Linked DNA regions of Oryctolagus cuniculus: region 2 is linked to region 1. A link is a contact called in public Hi-C data. All regions are on one chromosome and are shown on one strand. The core of a region is the stretch at or near the end of the contact, and the rest is flanking DNA. Distances in the headings are between cores, read along the strand shown. Region 1 overlaps FLT1 (fms related receptor tyrosine kinase 1). Region 2 overlaps FLT1 (fms related receptor tyrosine kinase 1).

What was found. Hi-C and Micro-C count contacts between places; a contact is called where the count stands out from the background.
Region 2: a contact with region 1 is called in a Hi-C map of an unstated tissue, with 2.3 times the contacts expected there. The contact joins two enhancer-like sites. A contact is called at or near these places in 3 of 6 Hi-C or Micro-C datasets (liver, psoas muscle and an unstated tissue).

The regions. Positions count from the first base shown.
Region 1 is chr9:86,112,071-86,119,144 of mOryCun1.1, reverse strand. FLT1 (fms related receptor tyrosine kinase 1) reads right to left here. Exons shown (of 31, transcript XM_070049070.1): 12 at 1,855-1,969. Among named protein-coding and RNA genes, the nearest start is that of FLT1, 95 kb to the right of the region's middle. Within about 2 kb of position 5,039, at least 3 of the 8 cell types and tissues checked have an H3K27ac peak or open chromatin away from gene starts, as enhancers often do.
Region 2 is chr9:86,196,105-86,203,186 of mOryCun1.1, reverse strand. FLT1 (fms related receptor tyrosine kinase 1) reads right to left here. Exons shown (of 31, transcript XM_070049070.1): 22 at 4,333-4,489; 23 at 3,796-3,893; 24 at 2,965-3,087; 25 at 993-1,104. Among named protein-coding and RNA genes, the nearest start is that of FLT1, 180 kb to the right of the region's middle. Within about 2 kb of position 3,091, at least 1 of the 8 cell types and tissues checked has an H3K27ac peak or open chromatin away from gene starts, as enhancers often do.

The DNA.
Region 1 (7,074 bases), core at 3,790-6,289:
TACACTAGCAGTTGCTAAAAGTCAATGAAATAAATTCTCCTAAATTTAGGACATGAAATCATATACTTCAAGTCTGATGTGTCACAGTTACAACTGCATAGAGGCTCTGCAACCCCTAGATATGTCAGCTTTGAAAGAGTATTAACTAAATATCTTTTCACTGAAAAAAATTGTATTTTTTTTGAAGAATCGTCTTCATTCTATATGTCCACAGTTCATTGGGGAAGTGGGACTAGGGTATATATTTACATATGGCAGTTGCTTTATTAAGGTAGCATTTGCAGAGGGCTTTTTCATGCTGAGATTTCATTTTGACCTTTTAATAGGAAGTTAGATGAGGCAGATATTGTTAACTCCACAGCAGACTCACCTAACATGGCCAGTAAAGGGCGAAATGAATGGACACAACCAATGGCATCTTGCAAGTTTTCTAGTACCTTGTGGCAACTAATTGGCTGTATTCTACTAATGATCTGAGGCAATTTTTTGGTTAAAACATCCAGCACCACCCAAATTAAACCTTCAAGTTTATAGAATTTTCTCTTTTCTAAGTATCTCATTAAATGGCTCTTATCAATAGCTATTACATCATGTGTGAGGGACAAAGAATTGTGAGCCACTTATAGCTACTCCTTTGGTTATAAAAACTGTTCCTAAATCCTTGATAAGCCACTGTTATAAGCTGTCACCACTTTCACTCAATTGTATACTGTGAGAGTACTGGGGTTTGGACTCAGAAAGACTTTGGTCTGACTTTCTCATTTTAAGCTGTGTGATTTCGGATGAATCATCTTATCACTCTTGTTTTTCTCACCTTTAAAGTAAGGCAATCACACTGATCTTCCCAAGAATGATTTTGACATTAGCATATGTGAAACAGTTTTCTAAAATGAAAACTGATGTTAGTTACTGCTATTGTTAAATCCTACACAGAAAGCTATGTCATCCACTTTGTCATCTTCAAATGCAAAGAATACAGCTGAATAGAACAGCGTGACCGGGCTCAAGCAGAGAGCGGCATCTGTGTGAGCAGTGCCCACTCCCAGTCCAGACAGGCATGTGTAAATAGACATTTCAGCAAGGGGTCATGGGATAGCTGCTTCTTGCTTGGGGCCTCGCTCTCCTGTGCCTGACCATAGCAGAGGTGTAAATGTATTCTTCACCCACTCAGCAAGAACAAAAGTCATCAGGTCTGAAAACCGAGGAGAGTCTGCTCAGGACTGCTGAGACTCACTGGTGCTTAGAAGAGTACAAAAGGAATGGTTCAAGATTGACAGAAGAAAAAAAAAAAAAAACCACCTGCTAGCCCTGATTAGGGCAAGGGATTTGGGTATAGATTGTGTCTGCATAGCTCAGCACAGAGGAAAAGAGCCTGCTATGTTTGCAATAAAAGCACTCAGTTTTTGCCTGAAGTTTCATACTAGCCTTTGCCTACTGGGACCCCACTGGCAGCTTATCAGTGATTCTTAGTCCTGGCTACATGCTAAAATCATCTGGAGAATTGTTGCAAGCCCTGGGCTCCACCCCAGAGATCTGCATGTAACAATAGTTAGTCAAATATTCTAATAGGCAGCCAGGATGCAGAAGCCCTGCTATGGACCCATTTGAAGTTCAAGAGGACAGCTCTAACTCTGTCTCTTCTGCTTGCAGCAGATATACCCATTGTCTTGGAGTAGGCAGTGACCAGAGAAGACAGAGTCGCTCTCCATGGAGACATATTTCAGAGACTGTCTCTCTCCTCTCTGAATTTTTGTTTCAGCACGTGAATTACTTCTGTCCCCATGGACCTAGAACTGCCAGCTGCAACTGGAGTGATAGAATCAATATCCCAATGCTCATTTTCATAAACAATACCTTATTCTTTCCTTCTATTATTGCTGTGCGCTGAGTGATGCTCTCAATTCTGTTTCCTGTGTTGCTGGTAGGATCCAGGAGAAACGCTTCTTCATTTTTGGAACAAAAATCATACCTGCAAGTAGAAAAGAAAGTCATCACCATGTTGCTGTGCAGCACAGTCCAGCCCATGGTGACAAGTGTGATGAAAGCCACTGCAGGGGCCGGCGCTGTGACACAGAGGGGAAAGCTGCCGCCTGCAGTGCCAGCATCCCATATGGGCGCCAGTTCGAGTTCCAGCAACTCCACTTCTGCTCCAGCTCTCTGCTGTGGCCTGGGAAAGCAGTAGAGGATGGCCCAAGTGCCTGGGCCCCTGCACCTGCACGGGAGACCCGGAGGAATCTCCTGGCTCCTGGCTTCAGATCAGCACAATTCCGGCCATTGCAGCCATCTGAAGAGTGAACCATTGGATGGAAGACCTCTCTGTCTCTCTCTCTCTCTTTCTCTTTCCCCCGCCTCTGCCTCTTGGTAACTCTGACTTTCAAATAAATAAAATAAATCCTTTTTTTAAATTTATTTGACAGGTAGAGATATAGATAGTGAAAGAGAGAGAGAGAGAAAGGTCTTCCTTCCATTGGTTCACTCCCCAAATGTACTGATCCGATGCCAAAGCCAGGTGCTTTTTCTTGGTCTCCCACATGGGTGCAGGGGCCCAAGCACTTGGGCCATCCTCCACTTGCCCTCCCGGGCCACAGCAGAGAGCTGGACTGGAAGAGGAGCAACCAGGACTAGAACCCGGCGCCCAGATGGGATGCCGGTGCCACAGGTAGAGGATTAGCCAAGTGAGCCATGGCACCTGCCCAAAATAAATCTTTTTTAAAAAAGAGAGAAAGCCACTGCATAAGTCTTCTGATAACAAAGTCACATATTTAATGTGAATCTTCTTTTCTGCAGATTATTTTCCTATATTCATCCTGAAAACTTAAAAGTAGCAAACATATTTGCCTAATATGCAGAAAAATCCATACCAGTGTACTGCCTTCCTCTTCTGCATCGTGAATAGTAAAGCAAAATGTATAAATTAGAAAATTTAATATCTCAATTTTAATGAGTTCCTACTAGAAGTAACATGTAAATACGGGGAGGGCAGCAGAAATGAAGTCATGTTAATCAATGAAAATCTCCAGGAAATAATAGCATTTCTCATCCAAAAAAAGGCTGGCTTTTCATCAGAATATTCAGTTGCATAGCTAATTTTTTCCAGGGTTAATTAACTGCACATAGAAACAGACATCACAGAGAGTATTTAACGTTAGTCTATTTCTTTTCAAGTTCTGGGTATCACGGCAAACTCTCACATCTCAGCATCTCAAGGCCTCAAGTGTCTAATTAGAAAACAAAAATGTTGCTTTCACTTATCTATAAGGCCTATGAAATCTCCCTCTTTACTTTAAACACTTCATCACTTTGTGCTTGTGCCTTCTGGACTAGAATTTTCCATGAGCAGAGAGTGTGCTGGTCTCAAATTTGTCCATGACTTGGGCAGTTTCTGGCAATGTTCACCCTGGGACTGATTTTTGAAGCCAGCGTGCAGAAAGAAGGGGTGGTTGAGCTTAAGTAGCCACCGGCAGTACTGACCGACACGAGACGCAACAGACAAGGTAAGGTTAGGGAGGAAAAGATAAGAGGACAGGGACCGTGAGGGTCAGAAGGATGTTTGGTTATTCGTTCTCTCTGGCGCCTCAGCCCGGAAGGGCCCCCAGAATGTTGGACTGTGGAGCCTGTGGGGCTGGGGACCTGTATTGTTGTGTCTTTCAGCAGGATTCTGCTTCTGAGGCTCCACTCCGAGCTTCGGAGGCCCCTGTGGGTGCAGGGGTCCGAGCTCTTAGGCCATTTTCTGCTGCTTTCCCAGGCTCATTAGCAGGGAGCTAGATTGGAAGTGGAGCAGCAGGGACATGAACTGGTGCCCATGTGGGATGCTGGCATCACAGGTGGTGGCTTAACTTACTACACCATAATGCAAGCCCCTAAAAATGTCTATTTTTACACATACATGATTTAGAATGAAAAAAAAAAAAAACTAATGTAGGCTGAGCATCCCTTAAGGAACTTCGGTGATTTTCACTGATGATTAGATATCATCCTCGGGTAAAATAATTGAACATGTTGACACTTATTGGTTAGTGGAGTAGACTGAACTAAAGCGAAATCATTCACTCTCTCCTTTATTGGAGACATTTTAATGACCAAGTTTTAAAATCACACTGTGAAAGCCACTTTGCCATCATTTTCATGATCATTCTTCTCCACATTCTAGACATCCATAAACTCCTGTTTCACTTCCCATCTTACACACACACACATGCACACACACACATCTGAGTATCTATAACACGCATGTAGACACATGTATACACCTATAGTAGACATGTGTATGGCTCCTTGGGACCATTGACACGCAACAGCTGAAACTCTCTTGTACCTGGAAGAGAACACTTTTAGCTTTCACCCAAAGCAATGAAAAAGGTAAGGGAGGCCCATGATAAAGATGTGAATTTCCTACTCCTGGTTTTCAGGAAATACAAAGAAATACGTTAGGGTAAAGCAAGCCTCGGAGTTTCCCAAGGGAACTACAGTCTCCTGTCTGAGTTCACTCAGAGCTGTGGGCTTCTGACCCCCCCCCCCCACCACCACCACCACCAACGCCCAGCCCCCATTCTTCCTTCAGTGCGCTAAGGGCAGAAAGCAACTCTGCCAGCCCTGGTCTGGAAGTTATAAGCTGGACTTAACCGCCGGCTCCCCCAAATGGAACGGACACGTTCTGTGGCTATTTTCTAATTGAGAGGTTGTTATTTTTCCCTCTTTGTCATTGGAACCACAAAAATAGAATGTCATTTCGGAGGCTGACTTTATAACAGCACTTGAAAAGAGATTTCGGGGGGGAGGGGGATTTGCCTAAGCCTTAAGAATACATCAAGCTCTTAAGGAAGTAGATTGTGCCATGTTTGAAGATGCAAAGATAATCACGGTGCTGGGAACCGTCTTGAGGGGGGAGGAAGCCGAACAACGAGAGGAAAGCAGCGCTCGCTTCTGATTTCGCACAGGAAGCTCACAGCACCTCCTGCCAAGGCAAGATAAGAAAGCTCTCATGCACTATTCTGGACAAGGCCACTGTTATCAGGCTCGGGCTGTCCTCTCCGCGCTCCGGGCCTCTGCCCCTCTCCTAAGGAGCTCTAGGACTCCCACCTCCATTTGCATACGGCATGCCAAGGAGGTATTTATAACCAGCGAGAGAGAGGAAAAAAAAAATTCTGGGGCTAAGAGTGGATTCCATGTCATCTCTGTCAATTACTCTGCAGCTCACACGACTTAGTTTCAGACTAGAGAGTGATACGCGTGAAGGAAAAGCCAGCAGCCCGTGACATGTCCAACACACGCAGCTGCGACTCTGGGTGACGCGTCGGCCTGTTTCACTCCAAGTGGGGGCCATCTGCCCCGCTCGCCCATCTGCTCTGAGTTACTGATCGTCTTCTCAACACAGCACAGGGCACTGTCCCCCTCCGTGGACGCAGATGACACTGCTGACTTATGTGCTTTGGGCAGAATCTCTCATCCTGGTGATGGGTTTGTCCCACTCCTTTCACATTCGTAAATATTTGCCTCCTCTGTGACCAAAGACAGAGGCAGCCTGGAGCTACAGAAAAAAGCAAAGCCAGGGGCCAGCACTGTGGCGTAGTGGGTAAAAGGCAAAGCCAGCCCTGGGCTCAACCCTACTATCTTAACACTGATTGCTGGTAGAATTTCCGCACTCACTTCCGGCTTGTTTCAGGATGTGTGCGTGGAACCTTTCCACCATAGGTGACACGGTATCCATGCGCTCCCATCATACGACAAGAAATCGTCCTACTCCAGTGCCCTTTTGTGTATAGAAATAGAAGTCCTCTCGGCTGTTCACCACCCAAACTTACTGCAGTTGAGAATTTAATGTCTTTTTTTCTCTATCTCTTTCCCTCCCTCCCTCCCTCCCTCCCTCCCTCCCTCCCTTCCTTCCTTCCTTCCTTCCTTCCTTCCTTCCTTCCTTTTAGCTCTTTATACATGATAGACCTTCTTTCCCAAATCTGTTCAACAGCTTTCATCTCACACAGCAAAAGATACAGCGTGCCCTATCCGCTGGTAGGGTTCATACTAGAGCGAGATCACTCCGCAGTTCCGGAGGTCTGCTCAGTTCCTGTTCGTCTTCCAGATCCCACACTCAGGACCACAATGCGCTCTGAGCGCCCTTCCATGCTCACCTGTGTTGTTCTCGCCCCGCTGGCTTCTAACAGTGCTGGTTTCCCCCAGTCCTCCTGTTTTACATCCTCTTCCCCCCTCTAAATCGCAGAGTCTCTTCTTCAAGGGAAGGACTTTGGCACAGGCTGCAATCCGACAGACCCGTCCAGTCAGGTGAGCGGCAGCCACCGCTAGTATTTGCCCTTGGTCTCTCAGGTAAGAAGATGACAGACTCTGAAAAACTGGGCTGGATGGGTCAGTAGCCTTCACAGAATCTGCCCCCTGGTTTGGTGCCTGCTATGGAACGCGGGACTCCGGCAGACACTACCCTGTATAAAATTCTCTTTCAGAAATACTTTCCTGCAAGTTTGATAGCCATTCCAGTTCTACAAGGTCTACCCCATAGTCATCAGTCTTTTTTTTTTTTGACAGGCAGAGTGGACAGTGAGAGAGACAGAGAGGAAGGTCTTCCTTTTGCCGTTGGTTCACCCTCCAATGGCCACCACGGCCGGCGCGCTATGGCCGGCACACCACGCTGATCCGATGGCAGGAGCCAGGTGCTTCTCCTGGTCTCCCATGGGGTGCAGGGCCCAAGCACTTGGGCCATCCTCCACTGCACTCCCTGGCCACAGCAGAGAGCTGGCCTGGAAGAGGGGCAACCGGGACAGAATCCGGCACCCCGACCAGGACTAGAACCCAGTGTGCCGGCGCCACAAGGCGGAGGATTAGCCTAGTGAGCCGCGGCGCCAGCAGTCATCAGTCTTAAGTTTGTTTTGTTTCATTTTTTTTGAAGATCCCCTTTCACCCTGTGATACCTGGTGTCATGCCGACTTGTCTTTCGAAGGCCCCGTTCTGCTCGTGTCTGGCTCCTCAGAAGGGAGATTCAGTGTGCCTGGGCTACTGCTAAGTGCCAGGCTTGGGTCAGGAGCTCCGAGCATTCATTCCTCCTCAGCTAATTCTCACAGTGCCCCA
Region 2 (7,082 bases), core at 1,842-4,341, 86 kb before region 1:
ATGTCCAAGATCCTCCTGTCACTTTCCAACTTTTACGGAGACTCTAGACTGGGTAGGGGTGGCCAAGGCCTCCCAGTCTGTTCTGTCCCAGCCCTTGACCCTACTCGACCCCAGCATTTGTTTGTCTGCACTTTCCAGGGATCGCTGCTGGTAGGAAGCAGCTGGGAGACGCGCGGTGCTGGCACTGTGTCATTGAGGGATCACTGTGGCCGCCAGGCTGCTTTCAAAGACTGGAAGCAGCAGGTGCCTGTCATTAAAGCAGGCGAATCGTTTTCACACATTACAGGAAACCAGGGATGTTACCCGGTGGCTTTTGCTCCGATGGGCTGCAAAGGCAAATCTCTGGCAAAGCCCAAAAGACTCTTGGCTAGAACCCGAGTTAGGGAGGCCTCAGGTCTGTGCTGTATGTCTGTGAGCAGATGTGGGCTTGTTGTGCATCTGTGTACATGGGATCTGGAGCACGGCTTTTAGCCACCCACCGTGGATGCCGCTGCCAGCAGAATAAATACAACCACTGTTCTTTATCGTAAACCAGGGTCCTGGACTGTGTAATGATAATGTCACGAGAAAGTACTAGAAGGTGCTAGTAGGTACTAGAAGCACTAGAAAGGCCTCCTGTTTCTAACAGCACCTTCTCTACTGGTTCAGTGTGCTTATCAAGGCCTCTCTAAGAAGAAATTCTGACAGGGGAGGTAGCGTAGGGGGCGAAGGGGAAGGGAGCTGGCTGTTTGAGGAAGTAGGAGAAGGGGGCATGGAGCAGAGAAAGATAAACTTGACCTCAGTTTTTCTGCCATCTGTGTAAGCCACTGATGACCCTACTGACCCTTTCGACAGCAAGGGGTGCACACAATGCTAACACCCATCCGAGCGTCTCCCTGGACCCAGGCCTCCCTAGGACTTGGCAGCTGTTTCACAGGCTGATCTGAAGGTGGTGTCCCTCCCAGGGGCAAGCACTTATGGGCTGTCTGACCGCTGCCCCCGCCCAGGTTTACCTAGGGAGAAGATTTCCCACAGCAGGACTCCATAGGACCACACGTCGCTCTTGGTGCTGTAGATTTTGTCGAAGATGGATTCCGGAGCCATCCATTTCAGAGGAAGTCGAGTCTGAAGGAAGCAGGGTGACTGTGAGCAGAAGGTCAAGAACACAAAGCAGCCGCAACCCACGTGCCCAAGGGTCACCTCCCAGATCACACTTGGCCCAGAAATCATTTCCTACAGCAGCCCCGGCTTCCTAACAGGGAGAGCACTCTCACCGCGCACATTGCTCTGCTACCAGACGGACCCATGTGAAAGCAAAATGGAATTAAAAAGTGAGTTTATTTTGGTGCCAAAAAAAAGTAATCCATGTGTTTTTCATAATACACATTTTCTATCAACGTTTTGCCGTGCGCTCCTACGCCATGCTGAGCTGAGGCCCATGAGGGCAACACACGCTTAGGAAGCCCCTCTGGTGTGTCCAGAAGATTCTCTACAGCTCCGTGAAATATCCTTCTGCCCCTGGGCGGGCGTTTGGTGCGGGGTAAAGATGCATGCCACATTGGTGAAGCGCTGGGTTCCAGTCCCTGCTCTGCTTCGGATCCCAGCTTCCTGCTAACGTTCACCCGCGGAGGCAGCCGGTGATGGCTCAAGTGTGTGGGTCCCTGCCACCCACGAGGGAGGGACAGGTTGAGTTCCTGGCTCCTGGCTTCAACCTGGCCCAGCCCCAACTGCTGCAGGGGGTTAGGGAGATGTCCCTCTGTGTGTGTCTGTCTATCCTCTTTCTGTGACTTGCAAATAAATATTAAAAAAAAAAACTTTAAAAAGGAATCCTCCCCCAAACATTCTACATTCCTTAGGAACACTTAAGGGCTTAGAAAAGACTGGTTTGAATTAGAAGGCATCCTGAAAATTGGTGATTTCTAGGATTTTTTAATTCCAAGGAAGATGATTTGAAAGGCAAAAAGGCAGGATTCTAAAAGTTTCTGAATAGGGAGAGTGGGCAAAGGTGCAGGAAAAGGGGAAGCTGACTTAGAGTTTAAACATTTAGTATTTGGTTTTCAGAAAATATATATTTAGAAAGAAATATTTTCAAGCATGCAAATCTCCCTTCTGTTTCATAGAGCAAGCATCCCAGTGAATGAGGCCTGCCACTATATATGGATGGGGATGGCTAAGACAGAGGAGAGCGGGAAGAAGCTGAAACAAACACGGACAGATAGCAAAGAGAAAAAGGCCAGATGGCAGCTTTGCGCAGTGGGGCTCCACGGGACGTGTGTTTTGTCCCCTCTGATGAGGGAGTGTGGGACACTGGGTCTCCAAGTCCTGGGAGCAGCTCTGGCAGAATCACTTGGCAGTGTGCTAGAAATGCAAGTTCTCAGGCCCCACCAAGGCTTCCTGAAGCAGAAGCTGTGGGGGTGGGGCCTTCTCTGGCTATCAGCCTGCCCACTGGAGTCTGATGAGTCCACAGTGGCGTCCAGACAGGAGTCCGGAGGCCACAGGAGGTCAGGCACGGAAGGAGAAAATCACACGGTGTTCACAAACAAGAAGAGCAGGGGCGACTGCACAAGCCAGCAGGGAGACACTGCGCCCGGCCGCCGCCGACCCCACCCTTTCCTGAGACGCACACACACCTGCTGAATCCATCATCCGGTTTATTCGAGGGGGAGAGTCCAGGCTGTTCTTTTCAGTGGGACAAGCAACTCCCCCAGGAGTGCGTGGGAGGGAAGGAGAGCATCTGACCAGGGCCTCCGCCCCAAGGACAGGGACCAAGCCAGGGATGAGGGACACACAGGAGCAGGACACACAGCCCTTCCAAGCCCGCGCCAGGGCTGTCTGGTTGGCAGAGCCTGTGTATCCTACACCAGGAGCACGTGGCGGCTGCGGCGGCTACAGCCGAGGAAGTGCAAATATTTACTGAGGGCTTCAGCCTGTGGTCTGAGAATGACAGAGTATAAAGGAGTCAAATAAACACCAAACCCTACTCACATCTCCTTTTCTCACATAATCGGGGTTCTTATAAATATCCCGGGCGAGGCCAAAGTCGCAAATCTTCACCACATTGTTCTCAGATAAAAGAATGTTCCGGGCTGCCAGGTCCCGATGAATGCACTATAATAAAGACGGCCGCAGAATCAATGCACTTCCTTGATTTAACCGACTGGTTTCCTGTGCCTTCTGGGGGCCATCAGTCTTAATTCCCTGATCCGTTTCACATGCGGCAAAGGAAGCGGCTGGCGAGCACACGGTGACCGTAAACACACAGCGCGTCTCTGCAAAGCCAGGTCCCTCAAGGCCCTGAAGCCAAGAAAAGCGCCAAAAGCACCGGGCTACTGTTTGCAGGTGGTGCCCTGGTCAGCATGGTTGCTGGCAAGCTGAGGTCTTCTAGTGACCCAAACTCCCCTCCCCCACCCCAGCCAAGCCTTGTATCTCGAGCTGCTCAGGGCAGATCTGTTGCCAGCTGCCGCCTTGGGGGAGGGCCCTCCAGGGCTGTATTACTAGAAGCACTCCTGGGGAGTCACAGATTCTGAGATTCTGGCCAGTGTTTGAAAATCAGCCAGCCGGGCAGAACGGTTGCCAGAGTGAGAAGCCCAAACCCCGGGATGACGTTTGTCCCTGGAAACCGGTTCCGCCTGCTGGAGTCCAAAGTTCATCATCCTTAAACCTTGTCCTATCCGGGCAAATGAAGGCTCGTGTGGTGACAATCATCCTACACTTCAAGCTGCAGGTGTAAGCAGGGTGGGGGATTAGAAATGGACTTGTTGCTAAGATGGCGTGCAAGCCTGGCAAAGCAGAGCCACTGTAAAGAACCAGACTGACCTTTCTGGACGATAAGAACTCCATGCCCCTGGCCACTTGAAAACTGTACGAAATCAGATCTTCCATGGTGATGGGCTGCTTGTGGAACTCATCCAAGTCTGGAAAACATGAGCACCGTAACTGTCAGGGCGCTTGTGAGTCCACCGAATCCCAATGTAGTGGAACAAGGTTAGCAAAACATAAACCAAAGCGACATGTGGGTCAGAGTTCATTTGCAAGAGCATCTGAGTTCCAACATGAGCAGCAGAGATTGTTCCAGGCCCTCCAGCCCATTTCACCTAAGCACGGTGGGGCCAGAGGATGAGCCCTGAAGACATAGAGGCCCTGAAGGGTGGGGGACCGGGAGGGACAATTCTGTCCCTGTCAGAATGAGTAACTCTAAATAATCTTAATTCAAATCTTATCTCTTCAGGCCACTACCCTTGGAGTCTCCCACGGATGTTTATTAAGGGCGAGAAATAAGAAAACAATTTCAGGGATGCACAGTATGTTATAAAAATATCCCAGGCCGCAGGACAGGAAGGACTCGATACCTACCCTCCTCTTCCTCAGCATCGCTCAGACTTTTATCTTCCTGGAAGCCGGAGCTCGCGAAGCTCTCGCTGCTGGTGACGCTGTCTAGTCTGGGTTTCTTGTCTTGTTCCAGGCCTGGCTCCGGTTTTTCTTTCTTTGGCTCCATGTGTAATGCTGCCTCCTTTGAACAGACCACGAAGGTACACAGGTGAGGAAGGGGCGCTCTAGGTCAGCCCCAGGGAAATTGGGCCCTACGCTGGAGACCAGGGGCCCGAGCTGAGGGCCTCATTCTGCAGAATGGACAGTGGTGGCCACACGCCTGGCAACTTGTGGGGTTGTGGGCTCTCTTCTGCTCCTGACCGGGCTTCTACATAGCATCGTAGATCAGATTTAAGACTGTTAATTCCAATGTGAAGCAGATGGCACTTACTGAATGCTTACTCTTTTAATCTTCCCAAAATTTTGCACAGGAGTTTTCTAATTTTATTTATTTAAATTTTATTTGAATGGCACATGCACACATACCCACGCAGAGAGAAACAGAGAGAAGAGAGAGCGCCTCCATCCACTTGTTCAATCCCCAAACGCCCGTGACAGCTGAGGCTGGGCCAAGTTGAAGCCAGAAACCTGGAACTCAACCCAGGTCTCCCACACGGGTGGCAGAGAGCCAAGTACTTGAGCATCATCTGCTGCCTCCCATGGTGCCCAGGAGCAGGAAGCTGGATTAGAAATGGAGGAGACGGGACTTGAACCCTGGGCACTCACCCCATCAAGTAGTTCTTAGATGTGGAGAAGCCAGTTCACGTGCCCCTAAGTCTGGCCAAGAAGACAAGTAGCTGCTTCTGCACACCACATATCATCTTGTGCAAGATAATGTGAATGATGGAAAAGTATCCCCGGAGTACCTGGGGCTTCATTTGAAATTCCATGAGACGCTTTAAGAGTAGGCTACCGTAGCCAATTTCTCCAGTTTTCCTGGAGGAGGGAACACGATCATTTCTTTTCAAAGATATATTCTGATCCTAACAGAGGTGGAAAAGGCCTTTCTGCGTGGAATGGGCACCTGAGCTTTGGCTGGTCCTCTGGCTCTTTCCAACCATCACGTGAGCTTGGTCTTCATGTTCACGTTCTGGGTAGCATTTTCCTCATCCCAAACCCTCTACCATCCTGCGGTGATTTAATGGGTTGGAGGAAAGGAGTTGGTTCAGGGTTTTCACATGGAACCGGAAAAGACTTCTACTGCCTTTAAGAATTCATGTATTAACAGCGACACTTAAAAGGCGGCACTTGCAGTGGCTTCAGGATTGGACCACGTGCCTCACCTAGCTTCCGCTAGAGGGCGATCCTGAGTCAGAGGCTGAGAGGGAGTGGGGTTTGGTGGCATCTCTTTATCCACCTGCACAGCGTAGCAGGGCTCCCTCTAACCAGCCTTCTCATCCTTCAGTGGCTTTTCTAGAAATGTCACACAGCAGGAGTGGTCCCTCCACTAGAGGGCACAGTAGGAGCAGGCAAAAGACAGGGAGGAGCTTCTGGCGGGACAGCCCCAACAACAGACCTTCTGCAAGGGTGTGTGTGTGGAGTTCTGCAAGGGTGTGTGTGTGGAGTACCGAGGCCCTTGTTCCCCAACAACGGACCTTCTGTGTGGCCAGAGAGAGGCAGGGCTCAAGAATGCACAACCCCCACCCACCAAATGCTCCATGCTCGCTTAGCTCTTCTTCTTTGCACAGTGCGAAGCCCAGGGCACCAAGTGTGCCTGAGGGCAGGTGGAGAGTCTCACCATTGGTGGCCAGGTCTCCAGGAGGCAGTGAGATTGGGATTTGATTTCTCACAAGACCCTCTCCCAGAACAGGAGGGCAGTGGAGAGTGCTAGCAATGGCCTGGGGGAGAAAAGTGACCCCTGGGCTAGTCTCTCGGGCAGCCCCTAAGGACCCAAACTTAGACTTTCTCACCTGCCTCCCGCCCTCCAACCAGTGGTTCATTCAGCTTGGCTTATGGGTAACCCTCTCTGTGAAACAAAGGTGAATTTACTGAATTTATTGGGAATATGGAACATCCTATTTTCAAGTCAGCTGTTTTTCTTTTTGGTTCATTTTTCTTTCGTCTCCTCTCTCTAGTCCTTTAGGATCCAAATAGAAAAGGTAATTGTGGGTTCTCCATGAAAACACTAAGCTCCACCAAGGTGCAAGGGAGGCGAACCATTAAATATAGTCAGGGAAGGAAGCAGACTCTTTAAAACAAAGGACGCACGAACCCAAATGTCCCATCCTGCCAAGGTCCCCAGGGCGTCCTGCTGGCTTAGTTCTTTCTGAACCTAGTCCAGGACTTCAGAACCGAAAAGAATATGCACTGCTCACAGCCCAGGGCACCACCTTCCACTGCTGCTGTTTCTTCCCCTTATCCAGTGTGGTGCACAGGAAAGCAGTGGGTGCAGGGTCAGGAGAGCTGGATTCGTGTGGGAGGTGGGTGTGTCCTTTAGCCAATCATGTGACTTCTCTGGGCACCTCTATCTCTGCCAGTGTGAACCAGATGATCAAAGAGATGCCTTTCAGTTTCAAGATTCTACCAATTAGAAGGCCTGGTTTAAAATCTGGGGAAAGTGTTTCTTGCAGACCATATCACCAGGCTGGTGGATCCCCTGTGTCTTTAGTTAGATCAAAGTTTGGGAGCTGAGAGAATGGTCCAGCTGTCTAGTATTGTGCAAAGATTCTTGACAGAGATGGGACCCATTCTCTGGTGTCTGACTCTTTATCTGCCATGTAGATCGGTGGCATTAA